Linked DNA regions of Mus musculus: regions 1 and 3 are each linked to region 2. A link is a contact called in public HiChIP or PLAC-seq and promoter capture Hi-C data. All regions are on one chromosome and are shown on one strand. Each heading gives the region's core, a stretch centred on a gene start, on an enhancer-like site or on the middle of the called end of the contact. The rest is flanking DNA. Distances are from core to core; before and after follow the strand shown.

Evidence for each region. Promoter capture Hi-C pulls out the DNA fragments that hold promoters and counts their contacts. HiChIP or PLAC-seq counts read pairs in DNA pulled down with a chosen protein or histone mark.
Region 1: a contact with region 2 is called in an H3K4me3 HiChIP or PLAC-seq map of pro-B cells, with 4 times the contacts expected there. The contact joins the promoter of Zfp260 here to the promoter of Capn12 in region 2. A contact is called at or near these places in 3 of 39 promoter capture datasets (cranial neural crest, liver and second pharyngeal arch cranial neural crest) and 1 of 115 datasets of contacts at active chromatin or transcription factors (pro-B cells).
Region 3: a contact with region 2 is called in a promoter capture Hi-C map of pre-B cells, with 2.4 times the contacts expected there. The contact joins the promoter of Etv2 here to the promoter of Capn12 in region 2.

The regions. Positions count from the first base shown.
Region 1 is chr7:30,092,935-30,097,605 of GRCm38.p6, reverse strand. Zfp260 (zinc finger protein 260) reads right to left here and starts at 2,530. Exons shown (of 3, transcript NM_011981.4): 1 at 2,395-2,530.
Region 2 is chr7:28,879,391-28,883,844 of GRCm38.p6, reverse strand. It overlaps Capn12 (calpain 12), which reads right to left and starts at 2,189. Exons shown (of 21, transcript NM_001110807.1): 1 at 1,885-2,189; 2 at 1,225-1,294; 3 at 957-1,075; 4 at 584-717. The coding sequence starts at 2,121.
Region 3 is chr7:30,632,937-30,637,473 of GRCm38.p6, reverse strand. Etv2 (ets variant 2) reads left to right here and starts at 1,622. Exons shown (of 6, transcript NM_007959.2): 1 at 1,622-1,713; 2 at 1,813-1,899; 3 at 2,107-2,166; 4 at 2,385-2,861; 5 at 3,373-3,485; 6 at 3,640-3,858. The coding sequence starts at 1,644. The coding sequence ends at 3,840.

The sequences.
Region 1 (4,671 bases), core at 1,281-3,780, 1.2 Mb before region 2:
ACCTCCACCTCTGCCCTATGACTCCCAAGTGCATACTCATGCACACACGCATGTGTGCACTCACAAGTGCTCTGCCATAAGACTCCCAAGTGCATACTCATGCACACACGCATGTGTGCACTCACAAGTGCTCTGCCCTATGACTCCCATGTGCATACTCATGCACACACGCATGTGTGCACTCACAAGTGCTCTGCCCTATGACTCCCATGTGCATACTCATGCACACATGCATGTGTGCACTCACGAGTGCTTATGCATATACCCACATGAACATGTAGACACACACACACTAAAAGAAGTTGTATCTTCCTTGTTAATTTGAAATTTTTTCTTACTTATCAAAATTGTTGACCCTTTAATAATATCTCACTTTATTGCAATTGTTAAGGGGCTGGAGAGATGGCTCAGCAGTTAGGAGCACTGCTGCTTGCTCTTCCAGAAGACTGGAGTTTGGTTCCCAGCAGCCACACTGGACTGCTCTCAAGGAGATCTAATGCCCTCTTCTGGCTTCCAAGGGCATTCATAAACATGCCCACAACCTTCGAGCATTCACATACACATAAATAACTCTTGATTAGAATTTATTAAAAAAAGGGCTGGTGAGATGGCTCAGTGGGTTAGAGCACCCGACTGCTCTTCCGAAGGTCCAGAGTTCAAATCCCAGCAACCACATGGTGGCTCACAACCATCCGTAACAAGATCTGACTCCCTCTTCTGGAGTGTCTGAAGACAGCTACAGTGTACTTACATATAATAAATAAATAAATCTTTAAAAAAAAAAAAAAAAAAAAAAGAATTTATTAAAAAAAAATTTTTTTTTGGATTTTTTTTTCAAGACAGGGTTTCTCTGTGTAGTCCTGGCTGTCCAGGAACTCACTCTGTAAACCAGGCTGGCTTCGAACTCAGAAATTCGCCTGCCTCTGCCTCCCAAGTGCTGGGATTAAAGGTGTGTGCCACCATGCCCGGCTTAAAAATAAATTCTTTAATGGAAAAAAAAAAAAAGAAAATAAAGAAAAGAAAAAAGAAAAGAAAAACATGTTTTAAAAAGATGTGTGACAAGCTAGGCAAGGTGGCGCACACCTTTAATCCCAGCACTCAGGAGGCAGACGCAGTTGGAACATCCTAGTTTGGAGCAGCTTAATCTATAGAGCGAATTCCAAAACAGTTAGGGCCACACTGAGACTACCCTGACTCAGAAGGAAGGAAGGAAGGAAGGAAGGAAGGAAGGAAGGAAGGAAGGAAGGAAGGAAGGAGGGAGAAATGAAAGCAAAACGATGATGAGCCAGCTATAACAGCGCATGCCTTTAGTCCCAGCACTTGGGAAGCCTATCTCGAGAGTTCCAGGACAAGCAGGACTATGAACGCAGACCATTTTTTGTTGTTTGTCATGTTTTAAAGACTGACCAAAAACTACTCAGAAGAAAATCTGTATGTTAACAAAAGCTACTTGGTATGGATAAATCTGGACAAATTAGGAGTCTTAATTTGGAGCTGAAGGGATTGCTCAGTGGATAAGAACACTGGCTGTTCTTCCAAAGGACTCTAGTTCAACTCCCTGTACCCACATGCCAGCTCACAACTGTCTATAATTCCAGTTCCAGGGGATCCAATGTCTTCTTTTGGCCTCTGCAGGTTCCACGTACACATATATTCAGGCAACACACACACACACACACACACACACACACGAGCCCTGTCCTTTGACAAATCAGAGTGCTAAATTAAATAGCTTTCTTGACCTCTCTGTGCTAAAGGGGGGACAATTAATTACCTTACTGATTCAATCCCATCTGCAGCAGTGAAAAGTACATTCTAAGGGCTAGTCCGTAAATTTGGGACTACTCAAAACTAGCTCATCTGGTTTTTCCAAGTAGCAAGTTAATGCCTACAGATGTGTAGGCATCCAATAACGAGTTATTGGAAATCTTTGTTACAAAGAATATTTTTCAAAGGAACGTTGGTTTCATTTTTTTACTGTAGACTTGTTTTGATTTTTAAAAACCAGGTTTAAAACTACTCACTCAATTATCTTTTTCCCTTTCCTGTTTTCCAGAAGAAAAAAAAACACCTCGTTTTTATTTTTAAAATAAATGCGACATGTATTAGAAAACCACCCCTGTATTTTTACAAACTTGAAACCAGTTTCTCGCTCACTCGAAACAAACCAAAACACACCCTTACACGTATGCTCACCCCGCCCGCAAACCCACCCCGGTTTCTGATCTCCCCAGCCCCCATCCACCCAAGTTCTCAGCTCCACCATCACAGTAGGCGTTTTCGCCCCTTCAGGCATCCTCGCCCGGGCAGGTGGGTAAACCCTCCCCCACAGCTCCTTTGCCTTTACTCAGTCTGGGAAAATCCCGGTCCTACAGACCCCGAAATCAAACTCACCCAGACAAAGGCGACGATGGCGAGCCACGAAGCCTGCGCCTGCGCACTCCTTCAGTGAGCTAGCACTCCCAGAGGTCTCTGCCCACCAGGGCTCTGAACTAGAGGATCTTTTTCCATTCTAGTCTCTCTCTTTCGCTCTCTTTTTAACTGTGAACTACATTTCCCAGAAGTCTCAGGGGTTCTAGTTAATTTCCCCTCCACTCTCCCGAGAACTTTTCCCAGTGGATAAGTAGTAAAAGGTTGGAACTCAGATACTACCACTTTTACACTGTGTTACCGCAAAGGACAATGGTGTGCCAAGGTGTGTAATGAGTGCAGCTTAAACTCACAGAATAGGCTTTTCCTTGCCTCCAGGGCGAGATTCCCAGTAAGGCGCAATCCTCTGGGTTTTACGGGAGAGGACGCCATCTTGGCCACCGTGGCGCACTGCTGAACTACATTTCCCAGAAGGCATCTCAGGCTGATAGTTGGCAGCTCTGCAGAGAGTTGTATCAGACTCTGGTGTTAAGGAAGCGATTGCTACAGTATCACAAACTGAAGCCAGGCTGGAATTGAGACTGATAATTGGGTTCAGACTAAACAATCAGGAAAATGAACTATTGTGAAATTGTAATTTTTGTAGCCGTATGTCCTAGGGTTGTGACAGTGTGTAACAATGTGGAAAGCAGTATGCAGGTGAGTTGTGGGGTCCTGTGGGAGGTTTGTTAATGCGTTACCTGAGTGTTAGGTCCCAAAACTGGGGCAAATGGCTGAGATGCCTGTTAACATATCAAAGCAGCTGATGGCCTGGTGAAGGTGTTACAGCTCTAAAGGGAAAGCTATCCTACAGTTGGGAGCCAAGGAATACCACAAAGTCACACCCTACAGCAAACCTCGGGAGAGATGTATTAGGAAAGCCTCAAGAAGTTGGGTGCCTTTGCTTGGGAGAGAATCAACAAAGAACAGAACAGGAGGCAGGCATTATATAGGGTTTGGGGGGAAAGGAGGCGGGGCTTCCAGGGCGGCCTGGGATTCTTCCCCCCGCCCCCGCCCTTTTTTCCTCTATAGAGTGGATCTTGTCTGTATCTCAAGGGGCTGGAAACAGCCTTCTCAGTGGTAGAACAGTCTAGAAGGCTGGCCCTGAATACTCTTGCACATCAAGGGACTGGGCCAGGCCATTAGATTAGTATAGAGGTGGGGCCTGGCTACCTGTGCTTGTCCTGGGCTACCCTGCCTCCTACCCTGAAATCTCCCACCAGAGTTGGGCTGTCCCTTCCCCAGCTTCTCTTCCCTATATAATCTAGCCCGTTTGACCTCTTGTCCACCATGCTTGGTTTTCTGCTCTCCTGACCTCTAGGCTTCTGCCTCTCTCCTTATCAAACAGCCCAGTGTGAAACCAAAAAGGTGCCACCGTGAACTGTGAGCTAAATTCTTGATCCTGGAATATATGACTGTCCTTATGGCTTACCAATATGTCTTACCAGATACCTTCCCAGGTACCCTTTTACATGATACATTCCCACACCCACCCCACACACAGCCTTGAGCCCAGCCCCCCCTTCTGTCCAGATTTTTAACAGCCAGTTATAGCTACAGCTTTATTTATTTATTTATTTATTTATTTAATTGTATGTGAGTACATTGTTGCTCTCTTCAGACATACCGGAAGAGGACATCAGATCCCATTACAGATGGTTGTGAGTTGCTGGGAATTGAATTCAGGAATTCTGGAAGAGCAGTCGGTGCTCTTAACTGCTAAGCCATCTCTCCAGCTCTCTACACCTATTTTCTATCAACCCTAACCCTTCCCCATAAAAGGGACTCCAAGAGCCAATAAGAAGCAGCTCTCTGAAACCCTGACTTCAGGAGAGGCAGCCTACTTGCGGGCTTAGATTTTTTTTTTTTTCAAAACCTACTTTATTTAGGGTTCTTAAACACTTCAACTTCCCTTCTAATCCACCGACCAGAAGCAAGGGAGAAAGGTTAATAGGAAAAGGGAGTCACAGACCCATTTAGAAGTAGTTTCTCGGGGCAATCCCACTCTTCCTTGTCAGGATTCCAGCAGTCCAGGCCAATAGCAAACACCAAAAATGAATCAGTAGTGGCGGCAAGATCCAGCAGAAACTGCAACTGGCCCAAATCAGAGGGAGCAGCCAGGAGCAGCCGGAATACCACGAGAAGTTCTTTGGTGCATTTCTCTCGACAAAGTGAAGACCAGCGAAGCTTTGTACGGAATAGGAATGCAAGAGCATCCTCTCACTGTTTGTGGGGTTCCATTTATGTTCTTTCTAAACATTA
Region 2 (4,454 bases), core at 940-3,439:
GTGGCTCAGCATGCACAGATCGTGGGTTCCATCCCCAGCTCACACACACTCCCTTCCTAACTTTAGCCATGGGTTGTGGTGCATGCCTATATTCTATGCACACAAGGGCCCAGTGAAGGAGGATTATGAGTTTGAGGCCAACCTGGCCTACATAACAAGACAATAACTGAATGGATAAAGGTTGGGGATGTAGCTCAGTTGGTAGAGGGCTTACCAAGCATACATGAGACCCTGGGTTCAAACCCAGCACCGCATAAACCTGGGGTGGTAGCACACACCTGGAACCCCAGCACTTCTGAGATGGAGGCAAGACCCTCAGTTCAAGGTCTCATTTGGCTACATAGCTAATTCCTGGGCAAGCTAGGTTGTATGAGGTCTTTTCTCAATAAAATACCAAAAAATGAAGGTTCTTCCAGGAGAGTGCCATGATACTAGGGCTATGGCGGGCTATGACTGGGTTCAGGGTCCTAGGTTGGGTGTCTGGAGGACCCCCGATGTGATGTCAGTACTCCACGTGGCTTGGGCATGTTCTTGGGGCTGCAGCTGGGAGGGCTGGGGCTTTGGGAGGGGGCGGAGTCCTTACTTGGCATAGGCCTTTTCCAGCAGAGGGGCCCAGAACTCGTTCCTTTGTTCTGAGCGCACGAACATCAGCTTCCCCTCACGCACAGGCAGTTTGTCGTCTACCACCACATCCACCCAGCGGCCAAACTGCCATAGCTGGTGAAGAAAAACAAAACAAAACAAAACAAAACAAAACAAAACACAGGGCAGGAGCGGCTCAGCTTCCAGACCCTGCCTGATTCCTACCTCCAACCCCCGCTTTTGCCTTCTGCTTCCCAAGTTCTGGAATTCCAGTCCCCCTGCGCTGGGGTAGGGACATAATGGTAACTGTGAAGCCTATGTCATCATGCTACCACGGGGGAAATTGAGGCACAGAGCAAGGAACTGGACTCTACCTGAAAATGGAAGACCCCCGCGTAGCCATCTTGGAAACCTTGTCCAGGGGGGACCACCCGGTACAGGAGCCTGGGGTAGAGTGTGAGGGAGGCAGCAGCTGCAAGAAGCCAGCAGTTTCCTAGGAGGAGGAGGAAAGAGGCTCAGATTAGGTACGAGTGGACCAGAGACCAGCAGACTGAAGAAAGAAGCCATGGGGACAGGAGACAGAGGAGAGGAGCTGTTCAAGTCCTGGGTCTAGGGGCTCCAGACAGTCACAAGGGGGCTCACCCAAGCTTCCCTGGCACACATCTGTTCTGCTCATGTCTTCACAGATGAACTGGGGCTCAGCACAAAACTCCTGGAAGATTAAGGTTCCAGAGAAGCCAGGTAAGGGAAGGCTGGAACAATGGAGAAGTCAGAGGCCTGAGCCCTGACACCAGTACCCAGGTAGTGAGGGCCTCCAACCTTGGGAAAGTCTGTGGGTGGGAGTTTGCCTTCCTGGATCCCCTTGAATCCCGTGGCTGAGTCTGCTCTTATCCCCCACTCCCTTTTCCTAAGAACCAGGATTCTAGACCTCAGCCTGTCTCTCTTACACTCAAGGGTTCATGTCCTGGCCCTGATCCCTCAGGCTAAGACTCTGGCCCTCCTCCCTCAGACCCAAGAGTCCAGGCCCTGGTCCTCCTCCCTCAGACCCAGGCCCTGGCCCTCCTCCCTCAGACCCAAGAGTTCAGGCCCTGGTCCTCCTCCCTCAGACCCAAGAGTTCAGGCCCTGGTCCTCCTCCCTCAGACCCAAGAGTTCAGGCCCTGGTCCTCCTCCCTCAGACCCAGGCCCTGGCCCTCCTCCCTCAGATCCAAGAGTCCAGGACCTGGTCCTCCTCCCTCAGACCCAGGAGTCCTTGTCCTGGCCCTCCCCCATCAGACCCAGGTCCCAGCCCAGCCCCACTTTACATGGGGCCTCTTCCATTCCACCCCTTTGGCCTTCTCTGAGTCAGGTCCCAGCTTGTCATAGCCAAGGGCATCAGGGCCAGCAGGAAAGCAAGGGTCACGAAACAGGATCCCGGAATCCAGGCAAGCTCTTCGGATGGCTTCGTAGTTCTGGCCTTTAAAGAGCTGTGGGCCCCCAGCTCCAGTCCCGGCCCCGTCGTCCACCAGCTGGATGGTGACCTTCCTGTTGCCACTCGCCATTCGGACACTCTGGGCACACAGATGGACCCAAGCCCTTTAACCTCCTGAGTCATGGGGGGCGTGGCTCCTGCTCCATTTGTACCCTGTTGGGGGTCTTTAGGCATCGAGGAGCATTCTCCCTTGTTAATATTAATTGATGGTTTGGGGTGCGAAGGAGCAGGGACGCTTCTTCAGTGGTTTCCTCCCTGGGGCACGGAGCCCTCAGTTGTGGCGAGTTTAGCAGCTTAATGACCTGGAGCACACAAAAGGTGGGCAGGCCTAGGAGGACCAGCCGGGCTCTGGGAGTGCCGGGAAGGAGGTCAACGTGGGGGTGTGTTTCCGCGTGCTTCTTCCTGTTGCCATACCTCAGCCCAGCCCAGCCTCCCTGTCTCCTCAGCTGGGGACAGTGCTGAGGACTGAACCTCCCGATGTGGCAGGCAAGCATCCTCTGCACCTGCAGCTCCAAGGCCCTTCATCGACTGACTTTGAGACCTGGTCTCACTGAGTTTCCGAGGTTAGCCTCGGGCTCCCAGGCTCTCTTGCCTCAGGATCCCTGGTGTTAGATCTACTGGTGTGATTGTTGTTTTGTTTTGAAGGGTTTTGTCCTTTTGTTCGTTTGGTTTGGGATTTTGGAGACAGACTGGGTTTCTCTTGGGTAGCCCTGGCTGTCCTGGAACTCACTCCGTAGACCAGGCTGGCATGGAACTCAGATATAAACATATCCTTGGCTCTTTCCTTTTTTATATTTATAAAACACCACACCTGGTTTCCTCCCAGCTCCCTCTGCTAGCTCTCAGGAAGGTAGACCATGGCTAGGTCACCCAGGCAAGGCTGACTACAGAAAACAGGTTCTGCTCTGTGCTGTGAATGTGGTCACCTGTGCCTGGGATGCTGCGGCCCCTCTCCAAGCCGAGCAGGCTCCGTGAAGCAGGCGGAGGAGGATCTTTGGCAAGGCAGGCAGTCTTGCCTTTCAGTGCCTCTGGCCCCAGGGGAGCCTAGTCACTTTAATTTTGCTGAGACGTTGACAACTCAAGCTTTCAACATCTGCCATCCAACCCCGGCCCTCCAAGCACCATAGCCAACAACAGGGGCTGTCCGAGGCAGGAGAATCGGGAGTTCTACGGTAGTCTTAGCTTACAGCAAATATCGGGCAGCCTAAACTACAAGAGACCCAGTAATGAAACAAAGAAAAATCGCACAGATTTTTCCTCCTGCAGAGTTGCTGGGACCACACAAAGACAGGTAGTTGGTTCAAGTCTCAGCCCAGTCTGTCACTTAGGATTGCAGGTCTGAGGTCAAGTGTGATGCTTCACCCTTGTGATTCCAGCTCTTGGAAGGAAGAGACCAGAGGAACCTGAATTCCAGACCAGCCTAGGCTAAATTGTGGGACAAAGGACTGTGTGTCTTGGGCTAAGTCACATAAACTCCATATGCCTCAGTTTCTTCAAACAGTAGTGTGTGTCCGTGGTTTGCCTTCCTTCCTGCCCCCCCCTCTTTTTTTTTTTTTTTTTTTTTTTGTTGCCAGAGCTGGGGATGAACGTGGGGATCCCTACACGCTAGTCAAACTTCTTTTTTTTTTTTTTTTTTTTTTTTTTGGTTTTTGCGAGACAGGGTTTCTCTGTATAGCCCTGGCTGTCCTGGAGCTCACTTTGTAGACCAGGCTGGCCTCGAACTCAGAAATCCGCCTGCCTCTGCCTCCCGAGTGCTGGGATTAAAGGCGTGCGCCACCACGCCCAGCGCTAGTCAAACTTCTACTGCTGAGCTCTGTCCTGAACCCAGAAGCCCAGATGTTAGATCCTGTGGCTTATTCTCTAGGCACTTGGCTCTGAGATGATCCCTCCCCTCAGACCACAGCTGAAGCAGACCCGCCAATCACAGTGCAGCAGCCCCTGGCCACCCCCTCCAACCACGCCCCCATTGTTTATCTTTCCTATCTTTGCCAGCCTCTCCTTTCCTTGCACCTGACTGAGTTGGTAGCCAGGAAGGCTAAGATTACCTCAGAGGATGAGGGTGGCATACAAGCACAGCCAAGCGATGGGGAGACACGATTCCCCCAAGCGTGAAAGCATACTCCAGGTGTCCGGATGTGGTGAAACCCAGGTGGGTTTGTTACGTTTGTTATGTGTTTTTGAGACAGTGTCCCGCTGGCCTGGAAGTTACAATGTAGACCAGACAACTGGCCTCCAACTCCTGGCGATCCATTTGTGTCGGCCTCCAGTGTATTGGGATTACAGATGTGCACCACCACACCCAGCTGTAATGAGGACTTTTCTCGGGTGGAATTACCTAGTGGTGCACCAAGGAGGTGACAGCAGGAGGGTCAGTAAGGTCATTCTTGGTTACACTTGGAGCTG
Region 3 (4,537 bases), core at 373-2,872, 1.8 Mb before region 2:
CTGGGTTTTTGTTTTGTTTTGTTTTGTTTTGTTTGAGACAGGGTTCCTCTTTATAGCCCTGGTTGTCCTGGAACTCACTCTGTGCTGACCTCTAACTCAGAGATCCACCTACCTCTGCCTCCCAGTTACTGGGATTAAAGGTGTATGCTAGCACTGTCCAGCCAGTAAGTAAATTTTTAGTATTAAAATGGCCTCAAATATATTTTCATATTAATATTTACTTATTAATATTTACTAAGCAAGTACTTAGAAAAAATGAACACAGCATTGTCTGAGGCCAAGTTACTGAAGCCAAGGTTCGACAAGACTTAGCAAATTAAAACAAAACAAAGAACCAAAATAACAGGATGCCTAGTTACTAAGTTTTAGTTTAACAAGCAAATACTTTTTGGTGTCGCTATATCCCAAATATTGTTTGCATACTTTTGCACATTATGCATGTGATTCTTTTCTGAATCAGTTGAAGTAAGCTTCAAACAAAACTCTTCATTTCTAAATGACTCCATTTTCTAACCTATCACTGCACACATAAAATTATTTCATGCAATAACTCACATTCAGTTCATACTCGAAATTCTCCAATGGTTCGGGACTGCTATAGCCCAGAAAGCCCAGACAGAAAAAGAAATGGGAGAAAACATGCCTCAATTTCCCCCTCCATAAATTCCCCCCTTATGAAGATTAAATGAAGGCCCGTTGTCACGACTTCTCGGACCCAGAAGACCCTCATTTAACGTCAGTGGTTACTATTATTATCGTCCATAACGATGTTATTTTGATTATGGTTGCCATTATTCGGTAGTAGCTCCAGGACACCCTCCCTGTGCCTGGTAAGGGATTCGGGGTTGGATTCTCCTCCACCCCACCCTGATCTGGCTGTCTGTCACCCTGCCGATTGTGACGTAGGCTGATGCTAGGGAAAGGGGGCATCTGGCCGGAAATCCCTCTTCCTGTTGCAGATAAGCCCAGAGCTGCCCAGCTGACCCCAGACCCTCCTCCCCCACCACTTTTCATGTCACACCACCAAATCCTCAAGATGGGGAACCTGTCCAAGCCCCTCACCCCATCCCCACTACCCCGTAAGCACCCCTTAGACCTCAGCACCCCCATTCCTGCCCTGCCCCTGCTCCCCAAGTTCTTTTCCAAGCCCAATTCGTCCCCGAAAAGGGACCGTTCCAGGGACCCGTGCGCATCCCTAAAGCAGGGGGTGCAGCTTGACCACGCCCCCATCCCTGCAACTTGACCCAGGCTGCGACCCCCAGCTCTGACGTCTCGGAAAATTCCCCCTCCCCTATCAGGCCCCCCGGGAAGGGTGCATGGTATGAAATGGGGCTGAAACCCCCCTGGCTAGGAGAGAAGGAACCTGCCAGAGGTGAGCCACGAACTGGGGACTGAATGCCTGGGTGTCTGAACTAGGAAGGACAGGGGAACACCAAGATGCAGGGAACCTGGATTTAAGCGTCTAAGAGAGGGTGAAGGAACTGGAAACCAATATTCCTTTTCCTGGGGAAGGAGGTTGCAGACGTCTACTCTGGGTCTGAGGGAAACAAGGGTTGCAGATTCTTGGGTCCCTAAATGTCACCATCTTGTCCATTACCCTTAGAACTTTCCTTTCTCAACCAGAACCGTCAGAACAAGCATCCATGGACCTGTGGAACTGGGATGAGGCGTCACTGCAGGAAGTGCCTCCTGGGGACAAGCTGACAGGACTGGGTAAGCTGCTGTGGCTTGGGACAAAGTGTATGCAAGGCTCCAAGGATGCGGGCCCCTTGACACCTAGCCGGGACTTAACATCCTTGTTGCCTGCAGAAGGAGCGGAATTTGGTTTCTATTTCCCTGAAGTGGCTCTACAAGAGGACACACCGATCACACCAATGAACGTAGAAGGCTGCTGGAAAGGTGGTTGCTGGGCTTGAACCCCTGTGTGCTGGGGGGGAGGGAGGGGGAGGAATGGGAGATCCTGGGCTTTTTAGAAGGAGCGAGGGTGCTGAGCGGGAAGGAAGTAACATGTTTGGAATCGAAATTGAAGGAGGTGTGAGTGGATGGCTGAGGTCCCTAAGTCATTGCCCACATCTTTCCTAAACTCAGCTCTCTTGTCCAACATAGGGTTCCCAGAGCTGGACTGGAACCCCGCTTTACCTCACGAAGACGTACCTTTCCAGGCGGGTGAGTGGTAGAAAATGGAGATGGAAAGAGAGGAACTAGGGTCCTGACACACTAGAGCTGAGTTCAGACCCCCTAGTATACAAGAGGACCAGAACTAAGACTGGGGACAGCTACATTTTCAAGGCCATATGAGGCGCCAAAACTCCCCTAAAATTCCCAAGGGTGCGGGAGACCAGGACTCCTGGGCTTCCCTTGTTTAAGGTCTGTCTTCCTCGCAGAGCCCGTTGCTCACCCCCTTCCGTGGTCGCGAGACTGGACAGACCTGGGATGCAACACCTCGGACCCGTGGAGCTGTGCTTCACAGACGCCAGGCCCTGCCCCTCCTGGCACGAGCCCCTCCCCCTTCGTCGGCTTTGAAGGGGCGACCGGCCAGAATCCTGCCACCTCGGCAGGAGGGGTCCCCTCGTGGTCGCACCCTCCAGCTGCCTGGAGCACTACCAGCTGGGACTGTTCTGTGGGCCCCAGTGGCGCCACCTACTGGGACAATGGCCTGGGCGGGGAAGCGCATGAGGACTATAAAATGTCATGGGGCGGGTCTGCCGGTTCGGACTACACCACCACGTGGAATACTGGGCTGCAGGACTGCAGCATCCCTTTCGAGGGGCACCAGAGTCCAGCATTCACCACGCCCTCCAAATCGAACAAGCAGTCTGATAGAGCCACATTGACTCGCTACTCCAAAACTAACCACCGAGGTAAGAGGCTGCAAACTGCAGAAGAGGTAAAGCAAAACGGATTAGGACTGGGCCTGGATACCTTGGGGGAGGGGTCTGGGTAACTAAAGGAGGAGGGATCCGGGAAACAGGCAACTAGAGGACAGGGGTTTTGTATCAGAAGAGGGAACGGGTGAGAGGACGGAACTGACTTTCTAGGGACCAACATTTTAAAAGGCCCCTAGGTTATGTGAGAGGAAAGAAGAGCATTCGGACTCCTGGGTCTTCGAGGTGGGGAGGCTAATGTGGCTCAAGCTGTCAGGAGTTCCTGAAACTGGTTCTTGGGTCTCTACTATGGAGGGATCCAAACTCACAGACTCCCGATGAGGAACAGAGCTGGACTCCTGGGTCCTAAATCGCGAGAACCTGAACCTTTTGGCCTTCAAAGTGAAGGCTCCCCGACTCTTAGGTTCGTCGCAGTGTTTTGGGTCTGAGAAGCCTGGCGTTCACCTCTCTCTCTCTCTCTCTCTCTCTCTCTCTCTCTCTCTGTCAGGTCCCATTCAGCTGTGGCAATTCCTCCTGGAGCTGCTCCACGACGGGGCTCGCAGCAGCTGCATCCGCTGGACGGGCAATAGCCGCGAGTTCCAGCTGTGCGACCCCAAAGAGGTGAGACAGCTCCCCTTGCTGGGCAAGCCCAACTTACCTAGTTCCCAGCCCCGCCTCCACCCACTCACAACCCCCCACGCCCATCAGGACTGAGACCCGCCCCGCCCATAGCAGCTAAGACCCTGGTCCCTCTAACCTCAAGATTGTTTCCTAGGTGGCCCGGCTGTGGGGCGAGCGCAAGAGGAAGCCGGGAATGAATTATGAGAAACTGAGTCGAGGTCTACGTTATTATTACCGCCGCGACATCGTGCTCAAGAGTGGTGGGCGCAAGTACACATACCGCTTCGGGGGACGTGTGCCTGTCCTCGCCTATCAGGATGATATGGGGCATCTGCCAGGTGCAGAAGGCCAATAAAACAAAAAACAAAAACAACCCTGTCGAACCTGCGTGTCTGGTGTCTGTTTCTTTTTCACTGATACCTACTCGACCTGTCAAGGGAGCCTAAATGTGCACCCCGACATTTCATGCTCCAGCCATATTGAGGTATCCGGACCCCTGTCTGTTTTTGATCGAGTGTTTCCCTCCCGTGGTCCCTAGACTGAACGTCATAGCTCCTTAGTCCTTAGTTTCAAGACGACCATCAAGGCCATTTCACTATGAGTGATGATGCAGGTCACTAATTTCACAGCATTCAGGAGACTGAGGCAAGAGAATCGTAAAATTAGGGGCTCCAGACCTACCAGAACTACAAACTAGTCCTTAGTTCTAAGAGGACCCAGGAGGGAGGACCAGACCCGCCCCCTTCCAATAGGAACCTGTAAACTACAAAGCCCTTGCTCCCTCCCTGCCAGTTTTCCCCAGCCCTTCCTTGCCTTAGGAATCTAGGTCCCACCACTTCCCACTGCCTTTGCTCTCTCTGCATCTTCTGCACCTCTCACCTTGGTTAGTTTGAGGTAAGTAGTCTGTAGGGTTTATTGTGTGCCAGTAGGAACTTTTTAAAGAAATTGGACTTCTTTAAAGATTTGTATATTTTATACATGTGACTACACAGTCACTGTCATCCCTCTTTTCAGACACACCAGTAGAGGGCATCAGATCCCATTACAGATGG